3 separate regions of the Sus scrofa genome follow, and regions 1 and 3 are each linked to region 2. The links are chromatin contacts, called in public HiChIP or PLAC-seq maps. All regions are on one chromosome and are shown on one strand. The core of a region is the stretch at or near the end of the contact, and the rest is flanking DNA. Distances in the headings are between cores, read along the strand shown. Region 1 overlaps LPP (lipoma-preferred partner). Region 2 has its middle 84 kb from the start of LPP. Region 3 overlaps LOC106508008 (a long non-coding RNA gene).

Evidence for each region. HiChIP or PLAC-seq counts read pairs in DNA pulled down with a chosen protein or histone mark.
Region 1: a contact with region 2 is called in an H3K27ac HiChIP or PLAC-seq map of alveolar macrophages. The contact joins two enhancer-like sites. A contact is called at or near these places in 2 of 47 Hi-C or Micro-C datasets (heart right ventricle and skeletal muscle) and 2 of 2 datasets of contacts at active chromatin or transcription factors (alveolar macrophages and skeletal muscle).
Region 3: an H3K27ac HiChIP or PLAC-seq map of alveolar macrophages shows a contact between it and region 2. The contact joins two enhancer-like sites. A contact is called at or near these places in 2 of 2 datasets of contacts at active chromatin or transcription factors (alveolar macrophages and skeletal muscle).

What each region holds. Positions count from the first base shown.
Region 1 is chr13:125,975,819-125,979,452 of Sscrofa11.1, forward strand. The region is part of intron 2 of LPP (lipoma-preferred partner); the gene reads left to right. Among named protein-coding and RNA genes, the nearest start is that of LPP, 200 kb to the left of the region's middle. Within about 2 kb of position 1,408, at least 14 of the 83 cell types and tissues checked have an H3K27ac peak or open chromatin away from gene starts, as enhancers often do. A contact at or near this core is called in alveolar macrophages, where this site is marked.
Region 2 is chr13:125,696,458-125,700,447 of Sscrofa11.1, forward strand. No RefSeq gene overlaps it. Among named protein-coding and RNA genes, the nearest start is that of LPP, 84 kb to the right of the region's middle. Within about 2 kb of position 2,309, at least 10 of the 83 cell types and tissues checked have an H3K27ac peak or open chromatin away from gene starts, as enhancers often do. A contact at or near this core is called in alveolar macrophages, where this site is marked.
Region 3 is chr13:125,417,087-125,421,086 of Sscrofa11.1, forward strand. LOC106508008 (a long non-coding RNA gene) reads left to right here. Exons shown (of 5, transcript XR_002337803.1): 3 at 943-1,022. Among named protein-coding and RNA genes, the nearest start is that of BCL6, 29 kb to the left of the region's middle. Within about 2 kb of position 2,600, at least 2 of the 83 cell types and tissues checked have an H3K27ac peak or open chromatin away from gene starts, as enhancers often do. A contact at or near this core is called in alveolar macrophages, where this site is marked.

The sequences.
Region 1 (3,634 bases), core at 158-2,657, 280 kb after region 2:
TAGCCTGGGAACTTCCATATGCCACCGTGCGGCCCTAAAAAGATTTAGAAAAATGCATATTTAGTTAGGTGTGAGTACTTTGCCTCATTAACTCACTTAATCCCCATAATCCCCCTCTGAGGAAGGTATTGCTATTACTGCCATTTCACAGATGAAAAATTGAGAACCAGAGAGTTTATCTAGGACTTGAACTCAGATAGTCTGTCTCTAGCAACTCCACTTCTAACCACTAAGCTACATTTACTCCATACTATGAGTATAATTATACCTGCCTGTTCTTCCTCCCAGCATGTTGTAGGGATGAACCAAGATGACAGGTGTGAAAGTATTAGGAAAGGGGTGAACCAACTGGTGAAGGTGAGACAGCACACAGATAACTATCATTTAAGGTAGAAAGTGGAAACTTGCTGAGAAAGTTCAGTGAGGAGCAAAGAACGATTACTTCCAACTGGTGTGGAGGGCAGGGGATTAAGGAAGGCTTCTTGGGGGAAGTGACATTTGGGTTGGCCTTGAATTAATAGGATTTTGATAAAGGGGATGCTTCCTAAGCAAATGGAATGAATAACATAATAGAGGCACCGATGTGCAAAGTGTTGAAAAAGAAGGCATTAGTTTATCGAATTAGCAGATTCTTTGTAAAACAGCGTGCACAGAGTAATGGGGAAGGGAAAGGGCTTGTGGAGGAAGAGGAGGATGCGGTGAGTATAGATAATGAATGGGAAGGTGAAGAAGCATAACAAAAATGCTGCCACCTTCTTAATCTTTCTGGGAATGGACTCTAAGCAAACGGATGATCCCTGCCTTATCTATATCATGCGCTGACGTATTGTTTTCTCCTGCATGGTCAGTAAATAGTAGTCCAAGGAGATACCACTCTTAAAATTGGTCCCTGTAAGCCTGGAGAATGCGGCATACTCTGGCGCCCTCTTAGGTACTGACAAAGTACATTAGCTTGCTAAATCTTTCAGGAAACCCTGTGGGACAGCGGTCAGCTTGCTTTCAATTGACTCTGGAACTTGGTTTTTCCCTTTGAGCAACCCTAGTTAATATCCCCCTGTAGACAGACTCTTGGAGACCTCCAGCCAACCTGCTGGACTGATTCATGTCTGCTTTCCAAGAGATCATCTGGGAATGGACCTAGATCCATTTTCAGGCAGCCCAGAGTCCCATTCTGAAAGAAGAAGTTACACAGAGCACTTTTGCCTGTAGAAGTGGTTATGTGTCATTTAGAAAGAAAGCTGTGCTCAAGATAACCTTGAGAACCTGCAGCCCCTCTGAAAAAAGTAAGAGTGAGAAGCAGGAAGTGAAGGAGCTGTAGGTCTTAAAATGGAATGTGGCTGAGTGTGATGCTTCATAACCACGGGACCTCCCCCAGCAGGCTGCCCTGTGAACTTTTATGAGAAAACATCCTCCAAATCAGTCACTTACCAACCAGCCCGAGAGAGGACCCAATGCCTAGCTCACTCTCACGAACTGCAGTGGCCTGGAAGAGAAAGAAAGTCAGTGTACTGTGTTGAGTGTCCACTCTGTGCCGGACATCACATTTGGAGTCATTGTGTAGAACTGTTTTATTTAATCTTCTCAATAGTTCAACTGGGTTAGGATCATTAATCTCTTCTTGTACAGATGAGGACACTGAATCAAGGGTGCCTCACTGGTGCTAAATAGATCTTGTTTTACACCTTGGCCCTTTGCCATGGTTCTTTCCATCCTTGTCTGTCTGGTGAACTTGTGTTTCTCCAGGTTGTAAAAGAGGTTCTCTTCTGAAGACCTTCTAAACCCTGAGGGACCTCTTGTCCTGCATCACATGATGCTTTTGTTGCTTAGGTCTACATACTTTCTCTCAAGATTTAAACTTTGGGCCTGAGTGGTTCTAGAGACTGCTCTGCTTGCATTCAGCTTTCTCTAGTTCAAGATTTCACCCCAGGTTTATTCGGACCCTGTCCTTCACAGGATACTACCTTCCCAGCCCAGTGTTCTGAACCTTTTTTTGCTGACATTTCTTGAATTTTCTGGATTCTAGGCCTCCTAATTTTTCATGTTGTCCCCCCTCCCCAACGCCCTTCCCCCCTTCCCCCTTTTTAGCCTACCTGTAACCGTCTTGTTATTTACTCAGGTCTGACTTTTACTTTCAAGCAACACTTTTCAAACTTTCTATGCATTGGAATCACCTGGGCAGTCTGTGCCTCAGAGGTTATTGTCCTGGAGGCCTGAGAACACAGTGTGGAAAAATTTATATTTCTAACAAGCTCCGAAATGATTCTGAAATTGTCAGTTTGTGGGCTTGCTTTGATTAATACATCTTTAAAGGACAGTTCAAGACCCCTGTTTTCCAGGAAATTTAACTATCTTTACCCGAAGTGGTTTATTTCTTCCTTTCTCTCTCTCTCTCTTTCTCTTTCCTTCTTTTATGTTTTAAGAGAACCCATCTGAGGCTCTATCCAATTAGATAACTTCCCTAGGGCTCCATTATCAACTTCTTGTGCTTGATTAAACACTTCAGATAAGAGAGACAATGTTGAATAAGTGAACACAAGTTTAGTTGGAGAATCTCGAGAATCCTGAATTCACATCTTGTCATTACTTCTTATGAGCTGTGTGTTTTGGGGCAAATCACATCTTGTAGAGTTGAATCTCTTCATCTCTAAAACAATTATTCCATTTCTTCCTGCTGCAGAAGCTCATGAAAAACATCAAATGAGAGAGTAGATATATAAGTGCAGTACAAATGCAACAATGTTCACAGTAAATTATTGTTGGTGTTTTGTTTGTATAGTTGACTCACTTTATCATTAATTATGAGGCATGAAAGAAATGGCTTTGTTTTTTAATGAGATGTGGGTTGGAAGGTGGGGCTGAAGTGGTGCTGAGATTTTAGGAAAGCTGTTTTTGGTTTCTGAAAATGATTCTCACACCAATGGTTGTGGGCCTGTGCTCACATCAGAAAAGCAATGTGCATTTTTATTGGACTTCTTCAAACTATGATAATGATTATGAAAATTGTGTTCATTTTCTGAACTTCTCATGTAAACCTGAGAAGACTGATGAAATACTAATAGTGGTTGTCATTTACAAGGGTTTGTAAGATTGCTAGTGGGTAAATTTATAAGTCCTTATATTTCTGTTTTAAATTCTTTTATTTAAAAAATTTATTTTTTAATTATAGTTGATTTACAGTGTTGTGCCAAATTATGCTGTACAGCAAAGTGACCCACTTACACACACACACACATATATATATATACACACATTTTTTTTTCTCATATTATCTTCCATCATGTTCTATTCTGAGAGATTGGGTATAGTTCCCTGTGCTGTACAATAGGACCTCATTGCTTATCCATTCTAAGTAATAGTTTGCCCTAACCCCACATTCCCAGTCCATCCACTCCCTCCTCTCTCCCCCTTGGCAACCATAAGTCTCTTCTCTACGTCTGTGATTCTGTTTCTGTTTTGTAGATAGGTTCATTAAATTTCTGTTTCTTAGAATAAGAATACCTAAAATCCTTATATTTCTGTTTTTTTAGAACAAGAACTGTTCTCTTCTAGGTTTTCTTAAGATTAAAAATCCATTTCTTAAATGCCTACTATGCAAAGCCTAGACAGGGCACTGAGGAATAAAAATATGGGTAGA
Region 2 (3,990 bases), core at 1,059-3,558:
AGGCCCTCCCTGATGTCTAAAGATTTCCACAATTGCCTAATTACTTCTACATCTTGACTCTGGACACTTTCTTTGAAGGCCTCCTGAGTTTTGCATTTTAAGCCCCAGTAAGTTACTCAACTTTGTTTCTTCATCTTCCTCCAATGCTTAGACTCCCACAGCAAAGCAAGAACTAGAGCACAACATATATGGCGGAAAGAGAGGGTCCCAGAGGGGAAAAACACAAGTTGCCATGACTCAATTTTCAAACTGCTGTTGGAGCGCCCATTGGCTGAGAACCACTTGTAGGGTGAAGCAGTAATGATTATTGGCTGAAAGAGCACCTTCAATTTTATTTGGCTTGTAATGGCTAAGAGCATACACTAACCTTGGACGCCAGATAGAAATATTTATGATATGATATGTATGATACAAATACAAGTTTCAAGGGGAAAAGTCACAGTAATTACAGTTAAAACAAATCTGTGTTATTAAATGGGATGTGCCAGAAATTAATTTTCCTTTCCATTCCTTATGAGGCAAAGTGCTTCTGATAGGGGGAAAAAAAAAAGTGCTTCTGATCAATAAGACATTTTCAGGAGTTCCCTGGTGGCTCAGTTGAGTAAGGATCTGGCATTATTACTGCCATGGCACAAGTGTGATCCCTAGCCCAGGAATTTCTGCATGCTGCAGGTGCAGCCAAAAAAGAGAGAGAAAGAAAGATCTAATCTTTTTAAACTGAGTTGATATAATTTCAGTCAAAGGCAAAAAAAAAATTGATGTGTTAATTAGCATCTATGACTTCAACATTAGTAAAACAAGGGTTTCTATTAGGCTTTTTGAAACACTGAAAATATTTTGAAGACACCAATTTATGGATTTTACCATAGTATTAATCTCCTTTCTTCTGGTTACAGCACCACCCCCTTTTCCTTCCTTTCCCTTTCTTTTTTCTTTAGAAACACCTTCCCCCACGTCAGTCCCCAGAACTTCCCCAGCTCCAGGAAAGGACTTGAACCAAAATCAACCCAACTCCACTTCCTCTTTGGCTACAAGGGTTGTTAACTCACAATAAACTTTGAGAGATAAGCCCAGCACACTTTTGAAAAAGTTAGGGAAGAAATGGGTTTCCATTTTCCCTGGGGTTGCTATCTGCTGTTTTGCCACCACGAGGGTGTGCCCAAGCATTGAACCAGAACAGAAGGGGGTAAAGATTAGAGCCAGAGAATAGAAGCTGACAACAGCTCAAGGCCTTGGTTGTCAAACCAGAAGCCAGCTCTGCCCCCAAGAAGCGCCCCATTTCTGCTTTAGCCAACATGAGTTGGGCTTTGTCATTACAATCCAGTAATTCTCTCTACTCCCTCCTTACTCCCATTACTACCCAAATAGACCTCTGGGCTCCAGGGATTCCAGGTTGAGAGTCATTAACCCAGCACCAAGGAGATTATAGAAATTTGTTTGTCTACCTGTCAATCTAAATCCCTACCTAATTCAAATCTTGATCGCAAATTCCTCAGGTTGCTGATTCATGTTTATTGAGCTCCTACCATGCACAAAATTCTCCTGGGATCTGTGGGAAGCTATGTGACTCTGCCTGCTAGCCCCTACCCCTCACAAACTGATAAGCAAACTAAGAGGAGAACAGGGAAGGAACAGAATCTTCTAGATGGAATCTGGGAAAGCTTCATAAAAGAGGGTTCATCAGAGATGAGCCTTAAGGGATTAAGTGAGTCATAGTTGATGTAGACACTAACCCATGTTCGACTTCTTGGTCCAGTATTCAGCTTAAACTCCACAGAGGTCATTGCTAACACAGTGTCAGGCCCTGGAGGAGAAGGGTTTCTTCTGCTGGTCTCCCAGATCCTGCTAATGGATATATGGGGCCTCATGTAGAGACGGGGGTTCAGGCCACCCAGACGTACATTGGGGGAATCATAAGACAAGGACTTTATGCCTGGAAATTCACCTCAGGATATCCAGGAATCATAAAACAGTTGGATAGCATAGAATTCACTGTCAGAGCTTACAAACACCTTGGGAATTAATCAGCCTGTTCATTTGACAGATAAGAGCCTGGAAAACTGAACAGGTCAAGGACTTGTCCAAGATCACTCCTGCCAAGACACTCCCAGGACCTCAGGGCTCCGTGACTTTGACCAGCTCAAAGGAGAGACCATGATTATTTCAATTCCTTCCCGCCAGGAGTTAGAAGAGGAGTCTGGAATTGCATTTTGATAGATGATGTCTTTTATCTCAGATAGCTTCCTGTGCCTTGCCTTGCTTCAGCACATCCCTTGATTTTAACATGCAGTGAGCCACTCCTGGGGCTGAGTCATGCAAGCCTGGAGGACTTTCTTTGGCTCTTTAGCCCGTGACCGTTGCCTCGTTGGCTTTCTAGCCAATAACCATAAAATCCCCGTAAGAAAGCCCCTGCTGAGGATGCAGTCTTCTTGGGCTCCACATGGGCTTCTAGGGAAATGTAGATGCCATCAGAGGATGACAATTTGGGGATTGGTTCCATGGCTTGCCAAGCCATTCCTCCAGTGTCTCAGGAACATAATAAAGGGAGGAAATCATTGTTCTAAATAGAAGAAGGAAGACAGGGTATATGGGAAGACTTTTTTCCAGAACTCATTTTTCAGTATCTGAGGGGTCTTTTCCACAGCCAGCTCTGAATTACCACTGGGGCTGACAAAGGATGAGAAGCCAGGGGTCTCTGTGGGTGTGACGAGGGGGCTGGGACAGGACTTTCTTTTCCTCCTGCATGAGCCACCGCTGAGACTCAGAGTAAAGCTATTGATTCTTTTTGTTTGTTTGTTTGTTTGTTTGTTTGTTTGTCTCTTTTCCTTTTCTAGGGCCGCACCTGTGGCATATGGAGATTCCTAGGCTAGGGGTCTAATCAGAGCTGTAGTTGCCGGCCCAAACAAGAGCCACAGAAATGCAGGATCCAAGCCGCATCTACAACCTATACCACAGCTCACGGCAACACCAGATCCTTAACCCACTGAACAAGGCCAGGGATCGAACCCGCAACCTCATGGTTCCTAGTCGGATTTGTTAACCACTGAGCCATGACGGGAACTCCAAAGCCACTGCTTTTTTAAACCTCTGGTATTAGAGGGAGTTGTAACATAATGGAGATCAGCAAATGGACATTGGATGATGAGTGAATGAATGAACAGATGAATAAATGAATTTGCCCACATATCAATTCAGTACACAAACATTGACTATATTTCAACGTGCGCTGAAGCCAGACTGGAGACCAGTCTAAGATCTGGTCTCTGCTCCAGAGGAACACACGTTCTAAAAGGAGAAGCAGACACGCAGACAAATAAATGACCACACACCATGACAGAAGCTGAAGCGCAGCTTGGTAGATGGGCTCTGGAACCCAGGGCAGGAGGATGTGACTAAGCCTCCTTCCCGTGTAACTAAACTTGCAACCCTTGGTCGCCAGGAGCGTCCCTAGTGTTGCAGGAACTGGCATGACTCACCTTTCCCTATCAGACACTATGCTGGGAACATCTGAGAATACCAGTTAGTGTTTGATGAATAAACTCTCCTGGAGGAGGTGTGAAAGCTTCTGCTGTGTAGGTGACTTGGGCCATGTGACAGAGTCTGCAGAGCTCTCAAGCTACCTGTCCCAGCCTCCTATGCCAAGGACTCCAGCCATCACAGCCTTTCCTGGGATCTGTGTTCAGAATCCACCGGCCCCAGTCCCATCTCACCTGCCACAGTTATCTTCAAAGGTAAAGTGAGATCAAGGCACAGGAAACATCAGAGTCACGGTCGCCCTGCTCATCCATCAGGGCTAGAACACCTCACCTTGAACAAGGGAGATAAGAGAATAAAATAACGCCTGACACAGCCTTATCACCGATAATACAAACTCAGTTTTTCCATTAAAAGGACTGAGAGCCACGGTCCTGTACTTTGGCTGATAAAGAGATCACAGGAAACAAAGCTATTAATTTTTATCTCTGCTGTGCAATAGCACATTTGAGTGAA
Region 3 (4,000 bases), core at 1,350-3,849, 280 kb before region 2:
CCTACATATTGCAAAGAAGCTGCAGTCAGCTCAGTGAACACAACTGGGCAGTTTGCTATCGAGGGGGCCCACACACCTTAGAGAGGGAACTGAACTGCTGAAGGCAACTTCTCTGCAGCAATGTCCTACATAGCTTAGCGGCTGGGGCCCTTGTAATTATTTAGTAACTGGACAGTGTTTCCTCTCCAGTGTGAATGCCTAAAGGTCAAGAGCTACTTTTACTTTCCTTGGTATGTATCTTAATCTCTCCCTGGCACCTATGAGAAGTAACTTACTCATCTAATAGATGTTTTGAATAAGAGAGACCCAATAAACTTTTCATTGGACTTAATGCACTTTTAGTTATCTTTCCATCCTTCCAAGTAAATACAATTACAGAGCACATACTCTGGGTCAGGTATGGTGCTAAATGTTGCAGTTGTGTTTGGTCTTTAAAATACTGGTATTATATAAATGTTGCTATTAGCTACTGTCCAGTGTATTTAGGCTAACTCATCTGTATATATTTGCATATCTTCCATCCAATTCAAAAGATATGTAATGTGCACCAACCACATGTACAGAGGGAAAAGGAGAAGCCTCAGGGTCACTCAGGGCTGTAAGGACAGCGCAGGAGAGCAAGATACGGGACACCAGCAATGAAAAGGGCAATCACTGAGCTACAACAAATAGAGCATTTAAATATGGAAACAATTGCTTCAAACTAAGACATCTAAAAACGTTTCTGGGGGAGGTAGAGTTTGAAGTCATGATAAAAAATTTTGTAATATAGTGACTGTGCCCTTGAAATAAACATCAAAATAATAAAGTAAGCTCTGAAATAATGAGCTGACACATATAGGGGCTTAGTACATACTGTTCTAGGTACTTTGCATGTGTGCACTTATTTAATCCTCACCACTATCTTATGGAATTCATGGTGCTGTTATCCTCATTTTATAGATGGAACACTGAAGCACAGAACGTAACTGACCTAAGGTCAAAGAGCTAACAAACAGAAGTGGGAATTTGAACCCAGCCAGGTAAGGCTTTGCTCTCAGCCATTATGTTCTCCTGCCTTATAAATGAAAGTTAGGCCTTCAATAGCCAGGTTAGGAAGAGAGGGTGTGGGGAAGGAGGGCGTTTCAGGCAGAGAGAAGAGCTGAAACAAGGGCACAGAAGTTAGGTATACATCTCATAATGTTTTATTTTGCCTAGAGAGCTTTCTAGTTTGCAAAGAACTTTCTCAACAGTTCTCTAACATGCTTCTCCTTGTGACCCTGAGAAATATGCTGTGATTATTATTCCAATTAGAAAGATGAGGAGACTGGGACCCGGGATGGAAAGGCACCAGCTGGGCTAGTGAGCTGCAGCATGAAGTTCAAGATGCAGTCGTTTAACTTCAGAGTGGTGCCTTTTCCCATGCTGTGGTGTTAATAAATACATTCATTGCTCCCTGTTCTGAGCAAGACCCTGAGCAAGCCCTTCCGCATATGCCCTAATGCCATCCTTGCAATGGCCCTGAGAGGTAAGTGTTGTTGCATTTCAAAAGCAGAAACGTTTTAATTCTGCCCCTACTTTTCTTTTTTCTTCTTTCTTTTTTACATAATGATTTTTTTTATTATAGCTGGTTTACAGTGCTTTGTCAGTTTTCTACTGTACAGCATGAGTGACCCAGTTACACATACATGTATAGATTCTTTTTTCTCACATTATCATGCTCCATCATAAATGACTAGATACAGTTCCCAGTGCTACACAGCAGGGTCTCACTGCTTGTCCATTCCAAAGGCAATAGTCTGCATCTATTAATCCTAAACTCCTAATCCATCCCACTCCCTCCCCCTCCCCCTTGGCAACCAGGAGTCTATTCTCCAAGTCCATGATTTTCTTTTCTGTGGAAAGGTTCATTTGTGCCATATATTAGATTCCAGATAAAAGTGATGTCATATGGTATTTGTCTTTCTCTTTCTGATTTGCTTCACTTAGTATGAGAGTCTCTAGTTCCATCCATGAAATCTTTCCAAATCTTTTCTTTTTTTCCCAAATATTTTATTGTGAAAATGTAAAAATATAAAGAATATTTAAACAAAATTCATATCTACCATTAGATTCTACTACTAATATTAGTTTTCTTTTTGAGGATACTGATGATTCCCTATGAGGCATGCTGGTTTAGGGGTTCATGCTTTACCCACTCTTTTGGCCCTTGGGAACCCCTGAGCCTGGAGTGTTACCTGCACATGAGCATATGCAGCTTTTCTAAAAATGGAAAATCCAAATTCATCTCTTTGCAAAAATCTTCCAGTTCCTCCTGCATTTGGCCAACCTCTCCTGTGTGGTGAAAGTCACCATTTAAATATGAAACCCAGCTCAGTTTCCAAAAATTTAATTGCATTATTAAGAATTAGTTGAAACTGGGCTTTGTCAATCTCTGAGGGGCAAGGCTGGGACTGAAGCTGACCAAACCATCAAGGCTGGCCAGAAATTCATTGCAATTGCTGAAATACTTAATGTAATCTGGGGCTGTGTTGGTTGGCGACACCACCTCCAGTACAGTGAGTACCCGCTGGGTAGGGCATAGTTCTAGGCTCTCTGGGGGAAATACAAATTAGTGGCTAGAGAGAAAGACTGGCTTTACCACGGATCCAGTGACAAGTATGTCAAAGGCCAAAGAAAGATGATCAGGCAAGAGCTGGTAAAAATTCATAGCCAGCCCCACAGCCGCAGGCAGCAAGAGCTGGATTCCCAACATCAGCTTTCTTTGCACTTGTTCAGTCCAGGAGTCAGGTAGGAAAGATCCTGTGTTCAGCCCTGTTGCCTTCCAGATTTGATTAAGGCTCTTAGGAGAGTCATGACCTCAGCCTGGAATGGCAACACAGGAAAAAGACAACAAAAAAGAAAGAGAAGATGACTAAAGCATTTAGTGCAAGAGGAGGGGCGATGGATGGAGTGAAAACTGGGAAGTTTCCACTTGATTTTCAAGGCCACGGGTATAATGAAAGGCCTCATTTTCTTGTGCTATTGTTAAGCCTTTCAAAAGAGTCTCCTCTGCAAGCCTGCCCCCAAACCATAGGTCTAGGATGATTTCTCTCCATGCCTTTTGGCTTGGTTTGCTGATTTATAAAGGGGGAAAGCAACTGCTACCTTACAGGTATTCTTTTGAGGATTAAATGTGGTAAAGCTCAGTAAATGGCTCATTAACATAAATGTATAGAAAATAGACTGTTTGATATCCTATCCAGCTAGCCCAGCCATCTGGTAAAAAGTAGGACCAGACAGTTAGACTCATGTAACAGAAATTTGGAAATCATCTGATCCAACACCTGAATGTGGTAGATGAGAAGGGAGAAAGCAGCAAGTGCTTCCGACCAAGGGTGCAGAGAAAGACAGAGGCTGAGGAGGGCTTTGTGGGTGTGGGGAGGAATGAGAGACAGAGCTTTGCTGAACCCCTTGTGATATAATCTAAACTCATAATGAAGAGAGACATAGGCAGAGTCTGCATTTCAGAAGTCGAGGCTCAGAGTTTCCAAATGGAAGTAGTCTCCCTCAGATCCAAGAGCTAAAAAGCAGATGAGGGAGATTTAAACCCTGGCTGAGTTCAGAGCCCATGCTCTTGACCTTACACCATCTCACCAGGTTTTCTGCTTCCTTGCAAAGACCCATTTTTCAAGGTTTCCGTAGCACCTTCAGAAAAGAGGGGTGGCTTGGGAAGGGGGTTGTTTTTATGTTTTTTAAAGTCTGTGAATCCCTGTGGAACCCTTCTTTACACAGCTCAGTTTTACAATCTAAGATGTCTAAGTCCACAGGCTGCCCCAGGCCTCTTTCATCCCTAACATTCTCGGTGTTTCACACCAAAAAGAAAATGGTCCTCCTTTGCCTCCAAATCCAAGTAGTCCTTACCTACAAAAATGGCTTCTTTAAAATCATCTGCCTATGTTATTTATGGTTATCTGAGGCCCGTGCAAAGAGACTCACCTTCCATTTCCTTCCCCCAGGACCTAGTAGGTGCTAAATACAC